3 separate regions of the Mus musculus genome follow, and regions 1 and 2 are each linked to region 3. The links are chromatin contacts, called in public promoter capture Hi-C maps. All regions are on one chromosome and are shown on one strand. Each heading gives the region's core, a stretch centred on a gene start, on an enhancer-like site or on the middle of the called end of the contact. The rest is flanking DNA. Distances are from core to core; before and after follow the strand shown. Region 1 overlaps Epn2 (epsin 2). Region 2 holds the start of Grap (GRB2-related adaptor protein). Region 3 holds the start of Aldh3a1 (aldehyde dehydrogenase family 3, subfamily A1).

What was found. Promoter capture Hi-C pulls out the DNA fragments that hold promoters and counts their contacts.
Region 1: a contact with region 3 is called in a promoter capture Hi-C map of embryonic stem cells. The contact joins the enhancer-like site here to the promoter of Aldh3a1 in region 3. A contact is called at or near these places in 10 of 39 promoter capture datasets (the C10 cell line, the HPC-7 cell line, cranial neural crest and 6 more), 4 of 484 Hi-C or Micro-C datasets (LSK cells, cranial neural crest, differentiating embryonic stem cells and 1 more) and 2 of 115 datasets of contacts at active chromatin or transcription factors (cardiomyocytes and trophoblast stem cells).
Region 2: a contact with region 3 is called in a promoter capture Hi-C map of stem cell-derived epiblast-like cells, with 3 times the contacts expected there. The contact joins the promoter of Grap here to the promoter of Aldh3a1 in region 3. A contact is called at or near these places in 13 of 39 promoter capture datasets (the 3T3-L1 cell line, 3T3-L1-derived adipocytes, cranial neural crest and 8 more), 2 of 115 datasets of contacts at active chromatin or transcription factors (large pre-B cells and pancreatic cancer cells) and 3 of 9 other capture datasets (embryonic stem cells, liver and macrophages).

The regions. Positions count from the first base shown.
Region 1 is chr11:61,527,616-61,530,981 of GRCm38.p6, forward strand. All of the region lies in intron 7 of Epn2 (epsin 2), which reads right to left. Among named protein-coding and RNA genes, the nearest start is that of B9d1, 24 kb to the left of the region's middle. Within about 2 kb of position 1,931, at least 55 of the 459 cell types and tissues checked have an H3K27ac peak or open chromatin away from gene starts, as enhancers often do. A contact at or near this core is called in differentiating embryonic stem cells, embryonic stem cells, neural progenitor cells and 1 more, where this site is marked.
Region 2 is chr11:61,651,919-61,655,086 of GRCm38.p6, forward strand. Grap (GRB2-related adaptor protein) reads left to right here and starts at 1,403. Exons shown (of 5, transcript NM_027817.3): 1 at 1,403-1,506. The coding sequence starts at 1,429.
Region 3 is chr11:61,206,714-61,210,142 of GRCm38.p6, forward strand. It overlaps Aldh3a1 (aldehyde dehydrogenase family 3, subfamily A1), which reads left to right and starts at 2,029. Exons shown (of 11, transcript NM_001112725.1): 1 at 2,029-2,068.

The sequences.
Region 1 (3,366 bases), core at 681-3,180, 320 kb after region 3:
TGGGCCACTGGGCTTGTAAGAGAACACTGTCTCAGACAATACAGCACAGCAGTTCCCACCCTGCAGTAGTCCTACAATGGCCTCCATTCTAAGTGAAGGTACAAGCCTCTGGGTAAGTGCACGTGCCCTCTCTCCACAGGTGGGGCTGGAGCGCCTTCCTACTCTCTATATACCATGTTGGCATCAGGACTAGAGGGAACAAAGAAACCTAGAGTTACAGGTACAAACATGAAGAGCCACTTTCATAGCTACACTGAGAATCCACACAGGAAGAACCCCAAGGGCTTAGACTCAGTGAGGTACTAGGGACAAGGGGTGTGAGACCATGGCTGTCCTCAGAAAGCCCTTGGAAACTTTAGTAAAATATCACAGTCTCCCTAAGCACACAGACTCTGAGGAAGACCTAATATAGATATTTAGTGGGTCTGTTTTGAGATAAATAGGAAGCCAGAATGCATGCAAATCTGAGCTCCTAACACACAAGAGCCCTGCCCAAGGCCCTCTCAGGCAAGAGCCACCTAGCTCAAACACATAACACCCCAAGCTTCTTGCATAGTTGTCTTACTCTACCCTATCAATTTGATTAGCATTCCTCCAGCCAAGCCCTGGGATGGTCCCTGCCTCTAAGAAGAAACAAATCATTGTACCAACCTGAAGACAATAGAAAGCCAGGAGCCAGAACACAGGGCAAGAGGGGATTCTGAGAATAAGATGACCACATCTCCATAAACAGACACCCACCCCATGTCTTTAAGAAGAGTGGAGCTGGAGAGATAACTCAGCAGTTACAAGTGATTGACGCTCTTCCAGAGGATAAAATTTGATTCCCAGAACCTACATCAAGTGGCTCACAACCTGTACTGTACTTTCAGCTCCAGGGAATGCAATGCCTTCGTCTGGCTTCCACAGGCACCCCTACACTTGTGGCATACACAAACAAAGAAAAATGAAATAAATCTTTATAGATAAAGTTTCTCAGGCAGAATAAGACAATGCAAAGATTAGGAGTCTGAGAGGATAGGCTGCCTATACCTCACAGTTCAAGACCTGGAGCTTATTACCCCAGCTACCCACCACCAGTCTGGATACCTGCAACACTCCTCCTGAGCCAGCAGCATGGAGAGCCAGTGGGGACAAAGTAATCAAAACTCAGAGCTCTGAACAGAGAATGAAATAAATGCATGCTCAGCTCAAACCCTTGCCAATCCCAAATGACATAGATCATCAGGGATAAACAGTTGAACCCAAATGAGCTGTCAAGTCTCCATTCTGCAAGTAACACTGCAAGTCCAAGGTGTGTGTAACGGGGACTCTGAAAGCTGATGGGCTGAATTTAGTGCCAAATGAATAGAAACCATAGTCACAAGCAGGTAGTCCTGTAGCCAGCAGTCTGCTTCAATCACTCTGTAAAGAGAGTGCCACCCCTAACCCCTAACTCCACAGGAAAGCAGCAGACACGAGGCTGGCCCGCCGCCCTTAGGAGAGAGAAAGGGCAATGAGGCCATCACAAGGCTCTTCTATACCTTCAGGGTCTGGCATCAGTAGGTCCTGCCATGCCACACACCCAATAAATAAAGGCTTATTTAAAGCTCAAGTGAGTAGAAAGGAGAATGGAACCAAGTTCAGAGAGACAGCAGCTTCCGCCTCCTCTGTAGATCCATTCACATGGAGCCCAGTGGATAAATGAATATTCATGTGCACAGCCGGCAGTCACAGTCCATACTGGGGTCATCAAGAAGCCAGAGCACACCTGCTACCGGCAGGCGGAACTTAGGCTCAGTCCTGGCCTTGGCTCTGGTAGGTGGGTAGACTGTAAGGGTGACAAGCCAGCCAAGGCCTTCTGAATTAACAGGCTGTGAGGCCTCTTCAGACCAGGTGGCAGCTTTGTGTATCTAGAACAGAGGAGGAAGTGCCCCGCTGACCTGGCAGGCTCCAACTTCCCTCCTCTGGGCTCTTAGCATTTCCTCCCAAGGCCACTTGGCTCAGCAGTCCCCAGTGCTGCTTGGAAAGAACTGGTAATAACAGGACCCACTACAAATGGTGGCTTTCAGAAAAGCATTCCTTTCATGCAGAGAGTGGCTCTGTGCTGTGGGAAGAGACTTTAATAATTATGAGTATCCTGGGACTGAGGAGTGGCTCTTAGCCACTCAGTTTTAGCAGAGGCTAAGCAGTAAGCCCATATCACAGGCCTGCTCTGGAGCCAGCTCAGAGCTTCAAGAAGCAAAACACCTGCCTGGGTCAAGTAGCTGGGGCCAAACCCAAAGAACACAGTGACTTCAGCATCATTTTTCAATAGCACCTACACAGGACACATAGCTGCTAAAGAGCTAGTGGCCCAACCACAAAGTGCCAACCCATACCACACAAATGAGTACTACCACGGTTTCCAATGACACCTACATGGGGCACATACACAGCACAGCACAAGTTGGGAAATGTATGTGTGTCTGAGCGTAACAATACACAATGTGACCTCAATTCGGTTACACAATGTAAGGGGGAAAGAAGTGGATAGGTAGTTCAGATTTTACCAACAGCTATCTCCATGCTGGAAGGATACACTTTAACTTATCAGGGTGCACAACCTCCCAGCAATCTAAGATGTCCTACCACAAGCTCTGAGCTGGCGGGGAGAGGTGGGGAGGGGACATTTCTGGGCTTTGGTGATCTGTGTATTCCTCCAGTCACCAGTAAAAGTGTCAACTGTGTGGGAGCCGAGAGTGGGCAGGTCCACAGAGAACAGGCACAGGGACCAGCCTCAAGGAGCCGACCATGAGCAGCACCCTTGTTCAGGATAGCTTTAATCCTCACCACCATGTAAAAACAGATAGTGATCATTTGGGCTTTAGTTCAATCTTCTCTTTTGAAAATTAGATTCACAATGGCCAGGAACTAAACACAATGCAAATGTCCAATGGGAGGAGAGTGTACCATGAGTTGCCACATCCACAGGGGATACTTCTGGCCAGGAAAAGACTAAACACCTACTATATTGCAGACATGCTGCCAACAAATGAAGGCCACAGTAATGTGACTTTGCTAATAATATGATAATGTCCACATCAAACAAGTCTTCATGAACCAAGGCATAATAATAGCAAGCTGGTGGCTAGGAGTTGAGTATGGATTCTTTCTGGAGTAATGGAAACAAGTTCCATTCTACCTAGTAACAATAGTTATACAGCTCTGTGAATGTGTGGGGTTTATTGTTTTGTTTTGTTAAATATTCCAGTTTTGTTAAATAGTCGGAATGGCAAATTTCATCTCCATTTGAAGAGCAAGCAAAGGACATATCCAAACAGAGCTCTTGGTACCTGTTCCCACAGCAGGCCGTGTCCTACTCAGGCTCCCTGTCACAGCCTCTGT
Region 2 (3,168 bases), core at 153-2,652, 440 kb after region 3:
AGGCAGTGGTGGCGCACACCTTTAATCCCAGCACTTGGGAGGCAGAGGCAGGAGGATTTTTGAGTTCGAGGCCAGCCTGGTCTACAAAGTGAGTTCCAGGACAGCCAGAGCTACACAGAGAAAACCCTGTCTCGAAAAACTAACTAACTAACTAAATAAATAATAAAAAATAATTTAGAAATAAAACTAAAAATAAGTAAATAAATGAAATAAAATAAAATAAAAATCTGGCTTCATCTGGATCCATCTGGTACCCATCCCACAGCCTGGGTTCTTTAGCTGTCCCTGTGTGTTTGGAGAATACTGGCTCTCTGTGGTTCCATGTGGTTGCAAATGTATAGCTGTGTTTCTCCGTGTTGTGCTTTACCCCCTAGTACTCACCAGACTGCTGTCTGCATCAGTGTCACAGCCTTCCCTTAACAATCGCAGAGCTGTAATGCCTTCAGACCACAAGCTACAGAAAGCTCAGGTGGTACTCGATGTTTAAAGCACAACAGGGGCCTTATTAGTGAGGTTTTCATAGGTGAATAGGAGCTTCCTGGGCAAGTAGGAAAAGGTGGTGTGCCCACCACAATGGCTCTCCAGCCTGGAGTTTGCTTGTAGTGGAATACCCAAAAGGGTACATGAGGGAGCTGTGTGGAGCAGGTGAGAGGAGACGGTTGGAAGTGTCTTGAACGTAGGCTGGAATTTGGGTTTGAGGTGGTGGGTGCTTAGGAATCTCGCTACAGGTATCAGCAGTTGTCCTGCTTAGTTGTTTTGTTTGTTTGTTTTTTTGTTTGTTTGGTTTTTTGTTGTTGTTGTTGTTTTCAACTTGACACAAGCCAGAGGCAGCTTGAGTTGAGAATTGGCTTGTGGACAAGTCTGTGGGGACGTTTTCCTGACTAATGACTGGTGTGGATGAGTCTGGTTCTCTGTGGGAAGTTCCACCCCTGGGCAGATGCTCTGGGTGTATAAGAAAGTTGGCTGAGCAAGCCATGGGAAGCAAGCCAGTAAGCAGTGTCCCTCCGTGGTCTCTGCTTCAGTTCCTGCCTCCAGGTTCTTGCCTTGGCTTTCCTGATAGACTATAATCTAAGCCAAATAAACCTTTTCCTCCCAAGTCACTTTTGGTTTTGGTGTTTTTCACAGCAATAGAAACTCCATTTAAAACAGATAAGAAATGTGAAGGCTGAGAGACAGAGGCCAAGCACGAGACAGCTCTGCATCGTCCTAATGGGGACTCCCCCACAGCCAAAGTGGGTTTATGAGCACACCCTCTCTGAGCTATGACAAGGGTGACATGTCTTTGCTTCCTGTTTCTCCCCCATCAAGGGCAGTTTCCGGCTGCAGCTTCAAAAGAACAAATACTCAAAACAAAGGAAGTGGTCCTCTCCTGCAGGAAGCAGGAAGCTGTAGCTGCTGGGTCCTCGGCTGAAGCCCAGGGACAGTGGGATGGAGTCCGTGGCCCTGTACAGCTTCCAGGCTACCGAGAGTGACGAGCTGGCCTTCAACAAGGGGGACACGCTTAAGGTACAGAAGGCTGGAGCTGGGCTGAGTGGGCCAACAGGGTTGGTAGGGTTAGAACCAGCACCTCAGAGAGTCCTGGGAGTCTGGGCTGTGAGGGACAGGCTCAGGTTAGCTGCCTCTACCCTCTTCAGTTTCCTCATTTAGGAAAGTGGAATAGTATTTATTACTGATCCTTCCTTTGGGGTCATTTGAGAGTCTGAGGCCACAGAGTCTGGTGGGAGTTGCCTAAATCCCACTGTTTTCTAGGGTTTTGTTTGTTTGTTTTTAAAGAAAAGTTTAATAGACAAATTTTGAGATCAGTAACACAGAGAGAAACAGAGAGACACAGAGGTAGAAATCGTGTGTGTGTGTAAGAGTGTGTGTATGTGTGTGTGTGTGTGTGTGAGAGAGAGAGAGAGAGAGAGAGAGAGACAGAGAGAGACAGAGAGACAGAGAGAGAGTCTAAAATAAGCAGACATTCTAACTTAATTGGGCTAAAATAGCTGAGATTAAGCTGTATTGATGGGAAAGGAGAAATAGAACGCTATACTTCATTTGTTCTCACCTGAGCCACTTTCACTCACAGTGGTTGTCTTCCAAGTCATTAGACACACGAGTGTGTGAAATCTCTACCGGGGATGCCCTTACTTAGAAGTTTGCATATGACAGGAGAGCTGAGGGGGCACAGGAGAGTGGCCATGCTGAACCATGGACACTGGAATGCTAGTGGCCCATCCTGTGCCCTCCACTGCCCCTATTGTGACCCCCTGGAGCAACAGACACAGGGCTAGATGGCTACCACCCTGAGCCCTGGCTCGAAGATTCAAGCACGGAGACAGACTCTTTAGAGCTATCCTGTACATGGGTCCCAGGCTCAGTGTGGATCTCCTGGCTGTGGAAGACCATGGCTTGGCTGCAGTGAGCGAGGCTCAGCAAGGTGTCTGTACGTGTGTAGTGTAGTGTAGTGTAGTGTAGTGTAGTGTAGTGTAGTGTAGTGTAGTGTAGTGTAGTGTAGTGTAGTGTGAGCCAATCTCCATTGCTTTAATTCTTGAGCCTTTCTTTGTTCGGTCCCCTGGGTGTCTAAAGCTCTAAGCTGGGGTCCTAAAGCAACCACATACCTTTGTGCACCCCCTTCTTCAAGCTAAGGTGCTGGTGTATCTACCTAAGTTGTTGGCTCTGGGTCCTATGCACACTCAACCAGTTTGGCCTCAGAAAGACCTGGGGTGGGAGACTGTCCAGATCCAAGTTCAGTTCAGAGGCCTCAGCTACTCTGGAAACCAGCATGGGCCATATCTTTCACACACACTTGAGGCTGGAGGGTAGCTGGCCTATTAAAAAGTAGGAATGCTGTGTAGAAGATTCTGGCCTGGGCTCAGAGGGACCAGTACAGTCCCTGGGGCACCTACTGTGCAGAGTGATAGCCTCCTCCTTCACAGCCTTCCAACAAGCCGGGCATCACTTTGCTAAGAGTCTACTGAGAAAGAGGAGGGGGTATGCATCATAAGTCATGAGAATTTGGGGGACCTGAAGGCACAAGGCGGGAGCAGTGTGCACAGTCGGCTTTCAGTGAGGGAGCGGAAGGAAAGCACAAGAGGCTATGGGTAGTTGGCAGGCCTTGGGGTGCAGCTTCCCCCTTCACTCATTTGACAAGCACCAGGCTTAGCCAAGCTTCATGCAAGGGCATGG
Region 3 (3,429 bases), core at 779-3,278:
TTTTTTAACCGAAAAAAGAAGAGGAAACAACCCTGGAGACTTTGTTCTTCAACAATTTAAATGGTTCCGAGGCTACTTGACCTACATTAAGCAGTAGCAAGATACCATTGTCATTGATCACGACAGAAGCAAAACCAAACAATTACTAGATGTGTCCATCTGACCAGCTGCTTGCTGCTCCCCAGGCCATGGCCTAACCCAGTCCATGGGACTCCTTACCTCCTGCAGGCCACAGACACATCAATTGTATGGGTGACAACCATTAGCAGTCACACTCTTCTGCTTCCTGTATCTTTCCTTAACCGGCTGTTCCTTGTCTGAAGACCTGTCTCTGCCTTGGGGTGTCCCTATGCACACCCTCATCATCACAAATACACACGCCCATCACTAATGCACACCCCATCACTAATGCAGACCTCCACCAATCACTAATGCACACCCCCATCACTAATGCACACCCCCATCATTACTACTTTTCACGGTGTTTTGAAATTTGTGTTTTCTTTATTTCACCATTTAGCAAATGTTTACTAAGTGTTCACTTCTCAGATTTCCAGCCCATAGCAGATCCAGTTCTGTTTGGTGAGGGAGGGCCAGAAAGAGAGGCAAGTAGCAGCCAGCACAAAACTGCTGTGTTAATTAACTACAAGGGTATGTTTTCAGCAGGCAATTTTGCCTCTGTGCGGATATCATAAAACACACTTAAACAGACAGGGCTGGTGTAGACTTACTACACAGCTCAGCCACTGCTCCAGGGCCACCATGAACAAAGTAGCACAAAATTAGGTCAAGAAGAGGAAATTATGTGGTAACCACGGTATGCATGGGCAGCTGCTGGCCTCATGTGGCACGCTGTTTTCCTTTCTCCTCTCCTTTCCTTGTGATGATCAGAGGGGGACCCTTTATGATAAGGTAAAGAGCAAATGCAAAAGGCACTAAGTCAGTAGTTAGCCCCAGGTGTTGGTTACTGGAATGTGTGTGTTGTGCCTTGCTGCAGCCGCTGCTATGGCACAAAACCAACGGACAAGAGAAATTTCCAACTCCATTATAATCTTATTACCGATAACTGTAGACACAGGGTGCCAGAGGGCATAGCTGCTCTGGAGGAAAAGACTGACAGGACAAAGTGTTGCTATGTGATATGATGTTGGAGCAGAGCCATGGCGTGTGCAGATTTCGGGGAGAGCAAGAACACAGGCTTGGTGGGAACTTGTCCTTTCAGAGAACTGAAATGCAAAAACAGTGGGTGGGTGAGAGGGCAAAGGGGCCTGGTAGAAAGAGGTCGAGGAGCCCCGTGACAGAGCAGTTGTGGGCTGTGCCGATGGTGGTGACTCATGTCACCCTATACACCACAGTGTGGCACAGGCCAGGGGCTCAGAGAACACTGGCTAAACATACAGAAAGGGACTTCCAGGTTCTGTCCTCCCTGGGTGATACAGAGAGGAAATTCCTGGCAGTTCTGGTGGGGCCTGGCCATGTTTTCCACTAATCTTTGAGGGAACAGATCCACTTACTACTGGGGATGCCTTTAGACATCTCCAACCAGTAGGTTGTGTCTGTGCCTCAGTGGGACCCTTGTGCATACGGCGGTGACAGAGTGGGATGTGATTTTTCTGCCTTTCTTGGGTGCTGTGCCCACAACTGCGTGACTGCGGCTTACACGCTGTAGACCTTACATAACAGGGGACGCAGGGACCAGCATCTGGCAAAAGCAGGAAAAGCATGAACTCCATGCCAGGCTGGATTACTCAGTGGCCCCCACGCCCAGGGCAAACACAGGCTTCTTTTGAGGGCTGGCTAAGAGCCCACACAAACTTTCACAGGCCCATCTTGCATTTCAGAACAGAACAAAACAGACAGCCCAAGACACAATCTTCAAAACCCGTGTGAAGCAGAGGTCTGGATTATGCTGCACCCACATTTGAATATTGTTTTATCTTCGTCACGCGAACTTCCTGGGGAAGGACTCTGAGGTCCAAGTGGGCGGGGAGAAGGGTCCTTAAATGTGTTCTCTCTTGGCTCTTGCTTATTCCAGGAGTTCCAGCTGCTGGAGAGGACTGTGTAGAAGGTAACCTACCCCATCTCTCTTACTTCGTCTCTAGATGGGAGCAGACAAGTACATATAGCCTGCTTGGAGCGAGGACTTTGAAAGGCTGAGACTTGCGTCCACTCTGAGGGCAACTAGTCCAGACTCTGACAGGTCAGCATTTCCTGACTGGGTGCACTGAATGCCAAGCACCAGAGGTCTGTCACCTTCCGACATTGGACCAAGAGAGTCCCAGAGACCCTCAAAGACACAGGAACAGAGGTGTCCTTTGGGTGAGAGACCTGTGCCCTGCCAAGCCTCTCAGCCCCTAGAAAGGCGGCAGGGCTGAGTAGCTGAGTGTGTGCAACTTGGGAGCAGCCTGATTTCAGTGCTTGTCACCTGTGAGGGCAAAGGCAGCATGCTTAATGCCATCAGTCCTACTCTTCTCACCCGTGGAACAGACGCATAACTGACCTTTTTTCGTGACCACTATTAGGGTGCATTTAAAAATCAATCTCTCTCTTTTCTGCTCCTCTTTCTCCACCTTCCCTCATGTGTGTGTCTGTGTGTGTGTGTTTCTGTGTGTGTGTGCGTGCACCATACAGGTATATGTGCCATGACATGTGTGCAGGTCAGTAGACAGCCTTGGTTGTCAGTCCCTGCCTTCTACTTTGTTCAAGGCAGGGTCTATTCTTTATTATTGACTGCTATCCAGGTACACCAAGACAGTTGGCCTGTGAGGTTCCAGGGAGTCTCCTGTCTCTGGCCCCCATCTTATAGCAGGAGTTGTGAGATTTCAGAAATGTGCACCCACATCTAGCTTTATTTGGCATCTTGGCACCCAAACTTGGGTTCTCATGCTTTCCAAGCAAGGACTTCACCCACTGAACCATCTCACCAGCTCCACTATGGCGGTTTTCTGAAACTGAAGGGAGTGGGGAGAAGGCGCTGAGTGTGAACGGGTCTGGAAGGCGGGTATAACCTTTAAGGCTGGCTGGTTCTGAGAGAGGAAAGCCGGCTTGTGTCCCATTCAGGTGCCAGGTGCAGCATCAAATGTGGCTCCACCCAACGGTCAGTAACTCCGCAGACAGCACCGTGGTTAACTGCCTCACAGAGGGGGCCCAGGGACCTAGTTCCTTAAAGCCCACTTAGTTTTGAGAGACGACATGGAGGGGCAAGCCCAGCCCTGTCCAGCTGCATTCACACGAGGCCCTTCTCCTCCGAGGACCCTACCTTTGTGTTTAGTGGCTGAGGCTGTGTGGCTCTGCTTGAAGCTCTGGCTATCAGGAAGGACCTGGCCCACCGGCTGGCAGGACAAACTGGCCCAGTGAAGGCACTGTCCGGTCTCCTGGTGGATCACAAGGAAAGGGGCGTGGCATGTCCAGATTTGAACCCTGGATGCC